Linked DNA regions of Ovis aries: region 1 is linked to region 2. The links are chromatin contacts, called in public Hi-C maps. All regions are on one chromosome and are shown on one strand. The core of a region is the stretch at or near the end of the contact, and the rest is flanking DNA. Distances in the headings are between cores, read along the strand shown. Region 1 has its middle 170 kb from the start of CCSER2. Region 2 overlaps RGR (retinal G protein coupled receptor).

The links. Hi-C and Micro-C count contacts between places; a contact is called where the count stands out from the background.
Region 1: a contact with region 2 is called in a Hi-C map of hypothalamus, with 4 times the contacts expected there. The contact joins two enhancer-like sites. A contact is called at or near these places in 10 of 16 Hi-C or Micro-C datasets (blood, hypothalamus, liver and 5 more).

Annotation. Positions count from the first base shown.
Region 1 is chr25:38,474,623-38,480,826 of ARS-UI_Ramb_v3.0, reverse strand. No RefSeq gene overlaps it. Among named protein-coding and RNA genes, the nearest start is that of CCSER2, 170 kb to the right of the region's middle. Within about 2 kb of position 3,641, at least 2 of the 54 cell types and tissues checked have an H3K27ac peak or open chromatin away from gene starts, as enhancers often do. A contact at or near this core is called in hypothalamus, where this site is marked.
Region 2 is chr25:38,256,662-38,262,745 of ARS-UI_Ramb_v3.0, reverse strand. RGR (retinal G protein coupled receptor) reads right to left here. Exons shown (of 7, transcript XM_004021531.6): 2 at 4,915-5,071; 3 at 3,783-3,904; 4 at 2,152-2,305; 5 at 417-534. Among named protein-coding and RNA genes, the nearest start is that of RGR, 3.8 kb to the right of the region's middle. Within about 2 kb of position 2,740, at least 10 of the 54 cell types and tissues checked have an H3K27ac peak or open chromatin away from gene starts, as enhancers often do. A contact at or near this core is called in hypothalamus, where this site is marked.

The DNA of each region.
Region 1 (6,204 bases), core at 2,392-4,891, 220 kb before region 2:
CAGTGGAGGAGAAGGGCTTTCTTTGTTTCGGACCCAGCCCAAAGCCTTGGGGACACCCCTCGAGAATACCTGTGCCCCCCTCCTCAGGACCCAGGCCGTGGCAGAGGCCCCATGGCTGGGATGAAGGGCCGGCGGAGCGGAGATGGAGGTGGGGCCAGCGACAGCGGGGGGGCACAGGGCCCACCTGACCCTGACTCACTGGGTCCCTCAGGTGAGGTGGAGGAGGACCGAAGATGCCCTGAGACCCAACGCCCCTCCACCCCAGCTTCCCCCAGCAAAGTCACCCCCAGACCCTGGAGGGGACGGGAGAGGGGACAAGCTTCCGCAGCCAACCGGCAGCGGCGTCCCCCAAAGTGAAAAGTCACAGGCCTACCTCGGGCTGTCAACGCGTCGCTCTCGGGTGCAAACCGACGTCTCTGAACAAGCAGAGCTACTTCGTTTAGAAACAACACAACTATTTCGGTACACGCACTTCCGGGACGGTCAAATTCCGGACTGCCGCGTGCCGGGAAGGGACGCAAGCCGCAGTCTCCGGCGATGGATGGCCGTGCGGACTGCACAGGGGCTGGTCCCGCGCCCCGCGGATGGGGCCTACGGGCAGAGACCCGAATGTCCAGGGCTCCTCCGGCCCCCCGGGGGCAGGCGCAGCGGGGTCAACAGGGAGAGCTGAACGGTCTGCAGAGGACCCGGAGCCCCAGCACAACCATAAGTGGGGACCTGCTCATCACTGGAGCTGCTCCATCATGGCCGGCTAGCGCGCCTGAAGGGTCTGCCTGTAGGAGCGGGGGTGGGAGGGGAGGGGAGACGGGGGCGAGGGGAGGGGAGGAATGGGGGGCAGCCTTTCTGCTCAGAGGAGGGGCTGGGGGGCCCCACGGGGAGACCATGGCCCCACCCACTCCTCGCACCCTCTCAGCCGCCCAGATGCGCAGCCTACCGGGGTGCGCACGGCGGTTAGGACCTCAGGAGCGTGTGGGACGGAGACCCAGGCCCTGTACTTGGTGGGGTCCGGCGCACTTTGTTGGCTTTGTTGCCAATTCAGGGAACCGCATTCAGACTGGACGTTGGAGGCGGGCGACACCTAGAGGCCCAGACAGGAATGACACCTGGAAAGCCAGGACCTGAAGCCAAGGGCACAAAAGGGAGGCCCAGCCTCCTTTGTCCGAGAAAGAAATGGCAACCCACTCCAGAATTCTTGCCTTGAGAATCCCAGGGATAGAGGAGCCTGGTGGGCTGCTGTCTATGGGGTCGCACAGAGTCGGACACGACTGAAGTGACTTAGGAGCAGCAGCCTCCTTTGTCCTAAGGTGTCAGTCAAGAGCCCAGGGACTCTTCACGTGGCTCCCCACAAAACAGGCCTGGAATACATCTTGGGAGTCATTTGGACTTGAGTTCGAATCTCAGCCCCTTGCTTCCAGCCATGTGATGCAGATTATTTCCTCCCTGAGCCTCAACTTCCTCCTCTGTAAAATGGGGATAGTAACGCCAGTCTGTAAATATGGTCTCTACCATAGAAGTCGCTCTGTGACAGTCCCTTGTAGCCCTTCTCCCAGAAGTAGCCCTCTCCTGGCTGGTCATAGTCTGCAGATCTAGATGGCCCAATTGGAGCCCTCCCTTGGGAGTCCCACACTGAGGCTAGGAAGCCACCATGCCCAAGGGCCAGGGAAAAAGCCCGGAAGTAGCTGTGTGAAATTGAGCTGTCCAAGTGCCTAGCTGCATCTGTCCAATTTCAGGGCCGTAGCAGGAACATAGCATTAATTGGCAGGTCCTCATAAATCATCTACAGGCCACAGAAGGGGGGAGGGGCAGGCAGAGACCCAGGGAGGATGCCTGGCCCACCAGCAGAAGACCAGCCTTCCAGGTTTTCCTGAGAGAAGGGACCTCTCCAGTGGTGAGACTTTCAGTCCAAGAGCCAGACCGAATCACAAGATGGCCAACCTCTGGGCAGTCAGCACAGGACTATGCTGAGACCTGGGCTCTGGAATCTCATCACACAGAGACGGGCGCTTGTGCCCAAGGGGCTGAGGCATCCACAGGCCAATAATGAGCACTGTGCTGGCCAGGAGCCCAACTTCCAGGGCTGCAGCCTGACCCCTAGCAGGCCCACCCATAGGAGACCTAATGAGTTCCCAAAGCAGGACCCTGGGGACACGCATGCATTTGGAAGTCTTTTTGCTGCCTCCTCAGCACATTAACTGGCAGAACATCTAATGATTTTAGATAAAACACTTTATGAAGGTCAAATTCAACATTTCTGCCTGCTGCTACCGAAGGTTTAAATTCCACGTTACCGTATATTCAAATGTATTACAACTGTAACCAGTTACTCATCTAGAGGACATTCACCTTTTCGTCGATAGGAATTGCTGTCCCTGCAGCCTTTGAGAATATGACCAGTCATTTTCCTACAGATGGCAGTGCTGAGGACTCTGGGGGGCCCTCCATATGTACCCCATCTGCTCCAGGTCTTGTAAACTTGCTTCTCTAGTCTCCGCAGCTTCAGGTCAGAGGGTGGGGTCACCTGGTTTCCTCAGGGAGCAAGTGAAATGGCATCTTCTCAGAAAGTCCTACCCTGACCTCCCAAACAAAAACAAAGTTACACGCTCACACGAGTTCCTTGTCTCCTGTCCTGCTTTTTTTTGGCTTTTTTTCCTCTAGCACACATCACCATTTAAAGGTCTATTTATCTTCTGCCTTTCCCACCAGAATGTAGGTTTCATGAAGGTAGGGATTTGTGTTCGTTTTTCCCCACACTGGTACATCCCTAACACCTTGAACTGGAGCAGACAGAGGGCAAACACTTTAAAAATATTTGTTGGAAAAAGCACTCCAGACTTTCACATAAAACACAGAAGAATCCCCCAGGAGTTATGAGACACTTTCCTGGTCCATCACAGTGGGAATTCTGTACCCTGGGTCAGCCACCTGTGTGCTCCCTGGGAAAGTTACTTCCTGAACCTTTCCTCTGGGCCTGGGCCTGCCCCGAGGTGTCTTACAAGAAACTCATTTCACCCCAGCAGTGCTGAAAGGCCTAGATGTTTTAGACAAGGATGCTCAGCTCAGATGTGAGTACGTACCAGCTAAGTCGCCTCAGTCATGTCGAACTCTTTGTGACTCTACGGGATGGAGCCTGCCACACTTCTCTGTCCATGGGATTCTCCAGGAAAGAACACTGAGGTGGGTCGCGATGCCCTCCTCCAGGGGAATCTTCCTGATCCAGGGATCGAACCTGTCTCTTATGTCTCCTGCATTGGCAGGAGGGTTCTTACCACTAGTGCCACCTGGGAAGCCCTGAGAGGAAAGCTGAAAGGCTTCCAGGAGAGCAGACGGAACCCTCGGGAGAGGCTAGGTCCTGGGGCCACGGGGTTGCAGTGGTTAAGATCAGCCTCACAGCCCTGTAACCCTCTACAGGTGGGTAGAGCTGTGGGCAAGGTCCGTAAGCTGACTGTGCTTCCTTTTTCTCATCTGGCATGGACCATGAGCACCTATGTCCCTGAGAAGCAGTGGGATTAAGTGAGGTACCATCTGAGACGTGGAGGGCCCAGCCTGGAGTGAGTGCCAGATGCTGGAACTGGCTGCTACACAGGCGCCTCTGTTGCCAGGTCTCTCTCTGGGCCGGGCTGGTCACCCCAGCCGCTCCTGTCAGTCTGCAGGCTGGTTCCCTTTATGACTCAGGACTGGACTGAAGGTCAGGAGCCCCTCCCTTCTTCAGTGGTCAAGTTTGTGGGCCAGCCCATTTCTCTCACAGTGGAGGCTCCCAGCTGGGGGCAAACGCTGCAGCCCTGCGAACCAGGGACAGACAAACAGACCGATGCTCAGAGGCGGGAGGACACAGGCGAGGACCGCAGAGGGAGGGTTCCCGAGGGAGCCCCCAGCCTGCCTGTGCTTCCCGGCCTCCGTGGCACCGTCTCCGGCTCTGCTACACCCCCCTCCCCCCCGCCGCAGGCAGAAGAGACCTGCATCCATCTCCCCTGCACCTGAAAAGGACTAATTGGGCCCTGTCAACGTTTTCCATCTCTCAACAACCCTGCAGGAAAAAACTGCTGTCACTGTTTCCAGACGATAGGCGGGAAACCAGGCTGCACCAGCGGTCCCCGCGGGAGCGTCCTTGGAAACGAAGTCGAAGGACACCTCCAGGCTCCGCGGCGTCGCCTCGTAGACGCTCAAAGGAAATCCTGCCCTAAGACAGGAGTACGAGGAGGGTGCCCAGCGCTCCTGAGACCCTAAGAAGTAGTCGTCCTCGGCCCCACGCCGGTCTGCCTTTCTCCTTCCCAGACGCAGAAGCCGCTTCGGAACGGGAGCCGCGCGCCCCCGTGTGGCCATTTCCGGAAACGCAGGTCCTGGAACCTGGCCACCCCAGACTCAAAACCAGCAGGGAAAGGCCCTGGGGAGAAAGTAGCGCCTGTGGGCAGGAGGGGAAAGAAGAGGGGAGCTGCCTGGAGCCCTTCGACAGGCCTTACTCAAACTGAGACACTTCACAGAACCGGACCTCCTATGACAGGCATTCCCCCTGACGAGCATCCTCTCCCCTTCCTTTTGGGGACTCAGGAAGCACCTACTGGCCCAGGGTCTTAGGCCTCCCATGAGAGTTCCAGCTGGACTGGGTGCAGGGGCCCTCCAGGGCTGCCCTGAAGAGTTGGGGCAGCACAAAAGTTGCCCAGAGTAACAGGCAGCAAGACCAGCACAGCTCACGCAACTTCACTCTTGCATCCAGCAGGGCTGATGGGAGTCCCGCCAAGAGCCACTCACCCTCCTGGCTTTGATGCTGTGTCCTCTACAGATAGAGGCTTTCAGATCTACCCCCCAAAATTCAGATTTACCAAGGAGCAAGCCCCCATAATGAATCCTGTGCACCTCAGCAGGAGGTTTCTCACTGATCCCTCCCCAACTTCGAGCCCCAGGAAAAGGCTTCATGTACCTCTGGCTTCCTTGATATAGAGACTCACACTTGAGGAGTTACTGTGTGGGAGGCACACACACCCATCCAATAACTCACGTGGGCACTCATCCTACCTAATCCCACTTAAGAGTTGGAGGGTACCCTTAGATGCCTTAGGAATAGACTGGAAAATTTGAAGAAACTCACCCAGCCATCCAGGCCATCACGTTTGGGCCAGGCTGCCCAGGGCACATGGAGGAGCTTGATGGCATCTCTTGGATTTTGCCAAAAATTCCTGTTGTCCCCAAAAAACTCTCTAAAGAAATTTGGCTTCATGTAGTCATTATGCAGAGCTCGGCACACTGGGATCTGTTGACATTCACTTGATGTGACTGTGAGGGTCCGTTACTGATATAATTGGCACAGTCAGAGCAAAGCCACTGAAACTTCTGGGAAATTGACTCTTAATACTATAACACATCACGTTAAGAAAAAATGGGATCACAGTGATGATGAGCTGTTATCTGACTAGGGAATTGTGGTTCCTGCGAAAACGTGGGCACATGTTTATTCTTGGGATTTTGATAATGGACAAAAACTTTATGCTGCCTTCAAAGGAAATCTGCAGAGATTGGCCTTTGAAAGCTATGACAATGCAAAAGCAAATCAGAGTGTGCCTTAGTGGGCGGAGTCCAAACCCTGGCCCTAGACCCTGGAGAACATTTTACCAAAGAGAGACCTCCTTTAGGTACAGGGGGTTGTTCAGTCTGGGCTCCAAAAAAAGACCTGCTTTCTGCTTCCTCCTCTCCCACTGCTGGCAATACTGGCCCCCCCCACTCCACCCTCCCCACCTTCCCCACCCCCCATCCTAGAATTGTTTCTAGAGAACAATTCAGATTTACCAAGAACAAGAACAAGATTTACTTAGAGAACAAGATGTCCCAACCAGCAAAGCAAAGTTATTTGGGACTATTGAACATTTTAGTCAAATTCTCCATTGCTAACCCAGCTTTGGTATGGTTAGTATTAGGGTCTTGAAAATCCCCTCTGGAGTCAGCCTGTATTTGGAAGATGGGAACAGGCTTTCTCCTCTTGATGGCACAGAAGCCTGAAGGGTCCTGGGCATCACAGGGCAACCACAGTGCCAAGTACACCTGCTCCCTGGGAGGAGTCAGGAAGACGATGGCAAATGGTCTGGACTGGCTCTAAGAGAAATACAATGCAAGCCTCATATGTTATTTTAAAATTTTTTAAAGACACATTTAAAGACTGTAGAAGAAATAAATGAACTTAATTTTAATGGCATGTTTTATTTAACACAATATGAA
Region 2 (6,084 bases), core at 1,491-3,990:
TGAATCATTGTTTCTCTTGGACAAATGTGCTTGCAGGTGTGATTTTACTTTGTGGGTAACAGTCTGTGCCTGCGGTTAAATGAAACATCCTGAAGCCATTTAAAATGCATGTAATTTTGTGTCAATCTTCATATCCTTGGGAAGAAGCAAGGGTAACAGCAAGGATGATGTCCACTGGACACCCTGCCTCTCAGTATTACAGGGTCTGGGTAAATCTGGGCAGTTCTGTGTCTCCCTCCCAGGTCTTGGTGACCTCCAGCAATGGGAGGGGAGGGTGTGTTTCTGCCCTGACACCCCATGCTCTACATACAAAGCTAGAGTTCTCTCCTGATCATTGAAAACACAGAGAACCCCTGATTGCAGTCACACTGTTCATGTTCCCTGGTGTTTCTCCTCCTCTCGGAGCTGATTCTTACCGGGAGACGGCTGGTCTTCCCGAGTTTCTGCTCCATGAGCCGATAGGATACGACTGTGATGAAGAGGGGCACGAGGAAGTTGAAAAAGGCCATGGTGAAGAGGAAGCTGGTGAAGTTTCTGCAGGCAGAGGGGATGGAGAAGTCAAGAACTGCCTCTCAGAGATGATCAGTTGCCCAAGAAGGCCCATCAGACTTGGGCTAGACAGTCAAATGCAGGGAACTCCTCCCATCAGGTGAGTATTCAGAATATGGGTGCTCCCGGGTCCCAGCTCAACTCTCCTGGGAATCAGGAGCTATGAGGTCCTCCTAGAACCTGCCTTTAGGCCAAGGAGCTGGGACAAAGGATAGTCCAGCTTCAATTTGCTGCTGGGCAGTTCAGGGGCTCAGCCCTTCTCTCTGTATGTGCCCCAAACACGGAGAACGGGACAATTTGTTTGGGAAATGTGTTTAGCAAATGGAGATGTCAGTTGACCAGGAGGAAAGATCATTCAAGGAGTTTTCTGGCACAGGTTTGGAAGGACCCTGTGGATGAGACTGGACACTGTATCACTGGTGAAATCACTGAAGGGACCAGAGGAGAACCAGGGGTCCCAGGCAGTGGTCATGGGGAGGCACAAGGGCTGACCAGGAGCAGGTGGGAGTCACAGGGAGGCAGACTGCCATTCTGTGCAGCGGAGACCACATCATCTGGCTGCTGTCCATAAGGAGGGCTGGGAGGGAGGGCTGCCAGAGGAGCTGGACCCCAGCGGGGGAAATACCTGCAGGGAATTCCCTGGAGGACATTAGACCAGCCCCTGCCTTCTCCACTGGGCTTGACCTGAGAAGCCTGTCATCAAGGCAGGTGCATTAGGAATAAACACGAATAGGAACTTCCCTGGCAGTTCACTGCTTAAGAAGCCACCTTGCAATGCAGGGGATGTGGGTTCAATTCCTGATCCAGGCACTAAGGTCACACATGCCACGGGGCAACTAAGCCTGTGTGCCACAATGAAAGATCCTGTTGCAACTAAAACAAAACACAGCCAAATAAATAAATGAGTCAACATGAATAAACCTGTCAAGCAGATGAATGCGGTGCGCCTCTAGCAGAGCAAGATCCGGGCTGGAGCCCATGTGGTCCCTGCCCGAGGCAGCCCCTAGAGGGAGCCCTGGGCTCCCCAGAGCCCCGTGGGCCTGGCAGTACTGGATGAGTGCTTCCTGATGGGGGCGCCATCACGCATTTACCGCTGTCTCTCCAGGGTCTGGCCCACAGCAAAAGCTCAAGAGAATCCAGAGAACTGTTCTCAATGCCAAAGATCCCAATGCAAAGATCTTAACATTCTTTGACACTATAGAACCAAGGGTATGGCTCCCTGTAGGAGTCAATAAATCAGAGCTGGGATCTGACTGTGCTGAAGGTGGCAAAGGGGACATGGGGCTCAGTGACTGTTACAACCAACACAGGAGATCAGCATTGTTATAACCAAGGCAGCTTAGCTCCCTGGACAGGACTCCTTCTGGGGCCCAACTCTGCACCCCAACTTGCATAACATTCCCATCCCTTGGCCAATCTTCAGAATGGGCTTTCCTTAGTCCCACGGTCAACTTTTACATGCGGATCATGGCTAAGGAGTTGAGACTGTCTGGCAGATGTTGGCACATCCCCATTTGGATTTGCAGCTGACACTGCTATCCTACAGGCTCAAAGCCCAGATTCCCATGCAAAGAAGCCTCGAAGCGGCTGCCCACACCTCACCTGTCCCCCCTGGAATAGTCCAGAGTGCAGCAGGTCCCCAGCGGCTCATAGTCATAGTGGCCCCAGCCCAGGAGGGGCAGTGCCGCCCAGAAGGCAGAAGACAGCCATACGAAGAACACCAGGGAGACGGCCGTGTTCCAGTCCAGTCGGCTGCCTGCGTGGGACACAGGAAGGAGGATGGTGGAGGGGAGGCGGTAGCTTGGCAGAGTGAAAACATAGCGGACTTGGTGGTCCTGCGGAGTGTCCTTAAATGCTGGCGCTGATGCTTAACAGCGCAGTGCCTCAGGCAAGTCAAGTTTCTCTGAGCCTCAGTTTTCTCCTTCATAAACTGGGAATGATCATCCTTGCCTCCGACGATTGTTATGAAGAATAAAAGAGACAATGGATGTGGAAGTCTCCTAGAGACACTCTGCACCATCTTCTTTAGAGAAGAGGGGGAAAGAGGGAGAGAAAGAGGGAGATGGCAAAGAGACAGGTGTACGTGCACGTGTGAGTGATGGTCTGCGAGAGGTATGGGGACAGGGCTGGGCTAGTAGTGGAAGAGGAGCTCCAAGGTCAGATGAGGCAGATAGGAGTCAGCATTAGCGGAGAACAAAGGCGTTTGTGTTTCTGGCCCTGGAGAGAAGCATGTGACATTGTTGAGGGCAGTGAGCCGTGTGTCCACGGGCAGATCTGCAATTCCAAAGGACTGATGCTCATGGCTCAAGGCCATGTTAGCTGTGAACACCACAGTAACCTCTGTGCCAGGGGATTAGGACTCAGAGCCCAGGAGACAAATGGGAGGCTCCCTCTGGGGCATCCAGGCCAGGCACAATCCCAGCTTGGCTCTGTAGCCGTGTGACTCAGGGCAAGCGCCTTGACTTCTCTGAACCTGTGCTTCCCAGTCTGCAAGCTGGGGGTTAGAGTGAGGGCTGCCTGAGCCACAGCCCCCAAAGAATGTTTATGTTTCTGCCATGGTGAGTGAGATTCTACATGGTCTACGGGTGAATGTGTTTCTTACCTTTATGTGTATTAAAATTAACTTCGTGATTTCAGATACTTTTTAGAATGAGACTAAAGCAGTTGTTTAAATTTAAAAAAATGAGTCACTTAAGAAAAACACCAGATAAATAACAAAGCAGGTGGCACACTTATATGTCTAATGATGAAGAGGGAATTTGACAATACAGCTTGGGAAGTCTTGAACCAGACTCATTTTTCATGAAGCCTTTGCATGGCAGAGGTTCCATGGAAGTGTGAGGTGCAAAGGCACCCGCCCAGTCTGTCTTACACACACCACCTCTCTGCTGCCTCCCAACACTGCCTGTCCTCAAGGGCATCTTCTGTATCCAGAATCTCATTTGAGTTTCCAAATAAAACTGTGACTTGGCTACAAAACTCATCTTTGCAGAGGAGGAGAGCAAGGTTCACAGAGGACCCCTGACTTGCCTGAGGCCACGGGGAGGGGCACAGGGAACCTTCCCAGCAGGCGCCTCAACACCTCTCCTGCGCTCTCCCACCCTCCTCCCTTTCTTGGGGGCCCACACCTCACACTCGGGCACGCTTACACCCACCCGCACTTCCCTGGACTGGGAAATGCTGAGCAGACCTTCGCGCGGACCACCCTCAATACGTGGAACCGAGGGACCTACGGGTGCAGTGGTGGTGATAGCGCCCCCAGGCGATGGCTGCGCTGCTGCAGATGCTGGCCAGCGCCGCGACGAAGCCCTGGAAGCCGTGAGCCTGGCAGCCTTCCGAGCCGTAGGGCCAGCGCCTGCGGGAGACACGCGGCGCCAGTGACCCCTCCCCCTCGCCCCTGTCCCCCTCCCTCACCTGCTTGTCAGCAGCTCGGAGGGCACCTTCGGCTCCTTAGAAAAGGGCGTTAGTATCTGTTTTGCTATAAGGAAACTGAGGCCTTAGAGATCGAGCCACTGGGGTGAGGGGGCACCTTGGTTGGATCAAAGAGTCTCCCTGGTGATCGGGTGCCTATATCACAGGACATGGAGCAACATGATGCGAGGAGAGCTCGCGCCTGAGGCTCAGAGAGGAACAGGTACGGAGCCAGCGTCACAAAGCGCAGGAAGGCAAAGTCAGAGGGTAGACCCCAGCCTCCCAGCTTCCGGCCCCAAGGGCAGGGAGGGCGGAAGCGTCAGTTGCCCATCCCCCACCCTGGGAAGGGGCAGGAGAGCAGGGCAAGGAACCCTCACCGATTCAGACCCCACAGTCAGCCCTGAGCCTTCGTGCACAGAGGCGGGGGGAGGGGGGCTCTGGCTTCCACAGGAATGATCCATCTGCTTAAGAAAACAATCCTATAAACAGCCTCTTAGACCACACTGGAAGACCCCGGTCACGTAAGGTCTTAGACACTTGTCAAAATCCTGTTTGCTTTCACACATACTTATTTAAGGCTTCCTAGGTGCCAAGCATTGTTTTAAATTATTTACAAACAATACTTCCAACAACCATATGAGTTAGGCAATAATAGGTGATTTACAGAGAAATAGAAATAATGACGTCAGGATTCCAACCTAGGCAGCCTGGTTGCGGGGCCAGGCTCTTAATCCCCACCGTCAGCCAGCTCTGATGGTCAGGTCCAAGGAACTCCTGTGTTCCAGAAATCAGCTGCCGTTCTGCAGGCATGGCCTGGATTTCAGATTTACCCTAGTTTGGTCTGCCCACCCTCTCCCCTATAGCTTTCTACAGGTAGGAAGCATGTCTCTGGCCTGCTGCCCAGTGCCCTGAGGTCAGGCCCCAGAGCCCAGGGACTAGGGTGGGGGCAGGTACCGGAGGAGGCTGGACGTGGCTGCAACGAGGGCGTTCAGGCTGATCCCGCTGTCGGCCAGGGCCAAACTCAACACCAGCAGGTGGCTGGGGGTCCGCAGCTCTGGGGTCTTGCAGAAAGAGAGGATGGTCAGGATGTTTAGGCTGAGGCCAGAAAGAGCTGAAAAGAAGGGGAGAGCTGGCACTGGAGCTGCGAGGCCCTCCTGGGGTCAGAATGAGGGCCCACGGAATGGATGGGCCCTCTACAGCCCCCCCACCACCACCTCACACTCAGCACCCATCTCCTTGCAGCTCATCAAGCACCTATGAGGCGGGCTGGCCCTCGGATACTGAAAGCCATGAAATGTACACCCTGCCCTCTACCAACACACAGTCTGATAGAAAGATCGATGAGGAAGAAAAGCAGTCAAGTGCAGCACGGTCTGTGCCAGCGCAATCACCGTTATGGACAGCCACTGGGCACCTATCACGCGCCCGGCTGAGCACTTTACACGGATCCTCCCAGTCACTCTTCACCTGGACACCATCCTCCCGACTTGCCGCAGAGATGCCAAGGCTCAGAGATGTTGGCCTAAGTACACAGCTAGTAAGGGGCAGGGCTGAGACTTGAACTCAGCTTTTTCGACTTTCACAGTGCCCTTTCCAAGGACTCTGGAACAACGTTAGGGAGAGCCTCGGAAAGGAGGTGGCAGGACCCCAGGCAGGGGCGCGAGCTGCAAGCGGGTGGCGCCCAGCGGCAGACAGACCCGACCGTGAATTCCAGCCTTGCCACTCATTGACTACCTCAGCTTCTCCCATGTGAAGTGAGAAAGTGGGGAGGATCCTGCCTTCAAACTGTGAGCATTCACAGAGAGGACAGGGTGTGGAAGAGCGTTCTAGAAAGAGGGACCAGCACGTGCAAAAACATAAAGCTGTAAACTTTCAAGGCATGTTTGAAGACCTAGAGGGAAGCTAGATTGCAGGGTTCCCAGAGGAGAGGAAAGGGGGTTGAGGCCGCCAGCCGATGGGGTCCAGGGCTTCAGGGCCAGCCTGGTGGCGGCGGCTCCCTCTCCACTGTCAATTCTCAAATGTGTTGATTTTGTCTCTGAATCTGGTTTGAACAAAGGCTACATCCCCCACTGCCCTAGACTTGGGCTCACCCAACTCTCGGATCTATTGGTCCAGCCCTGGCCT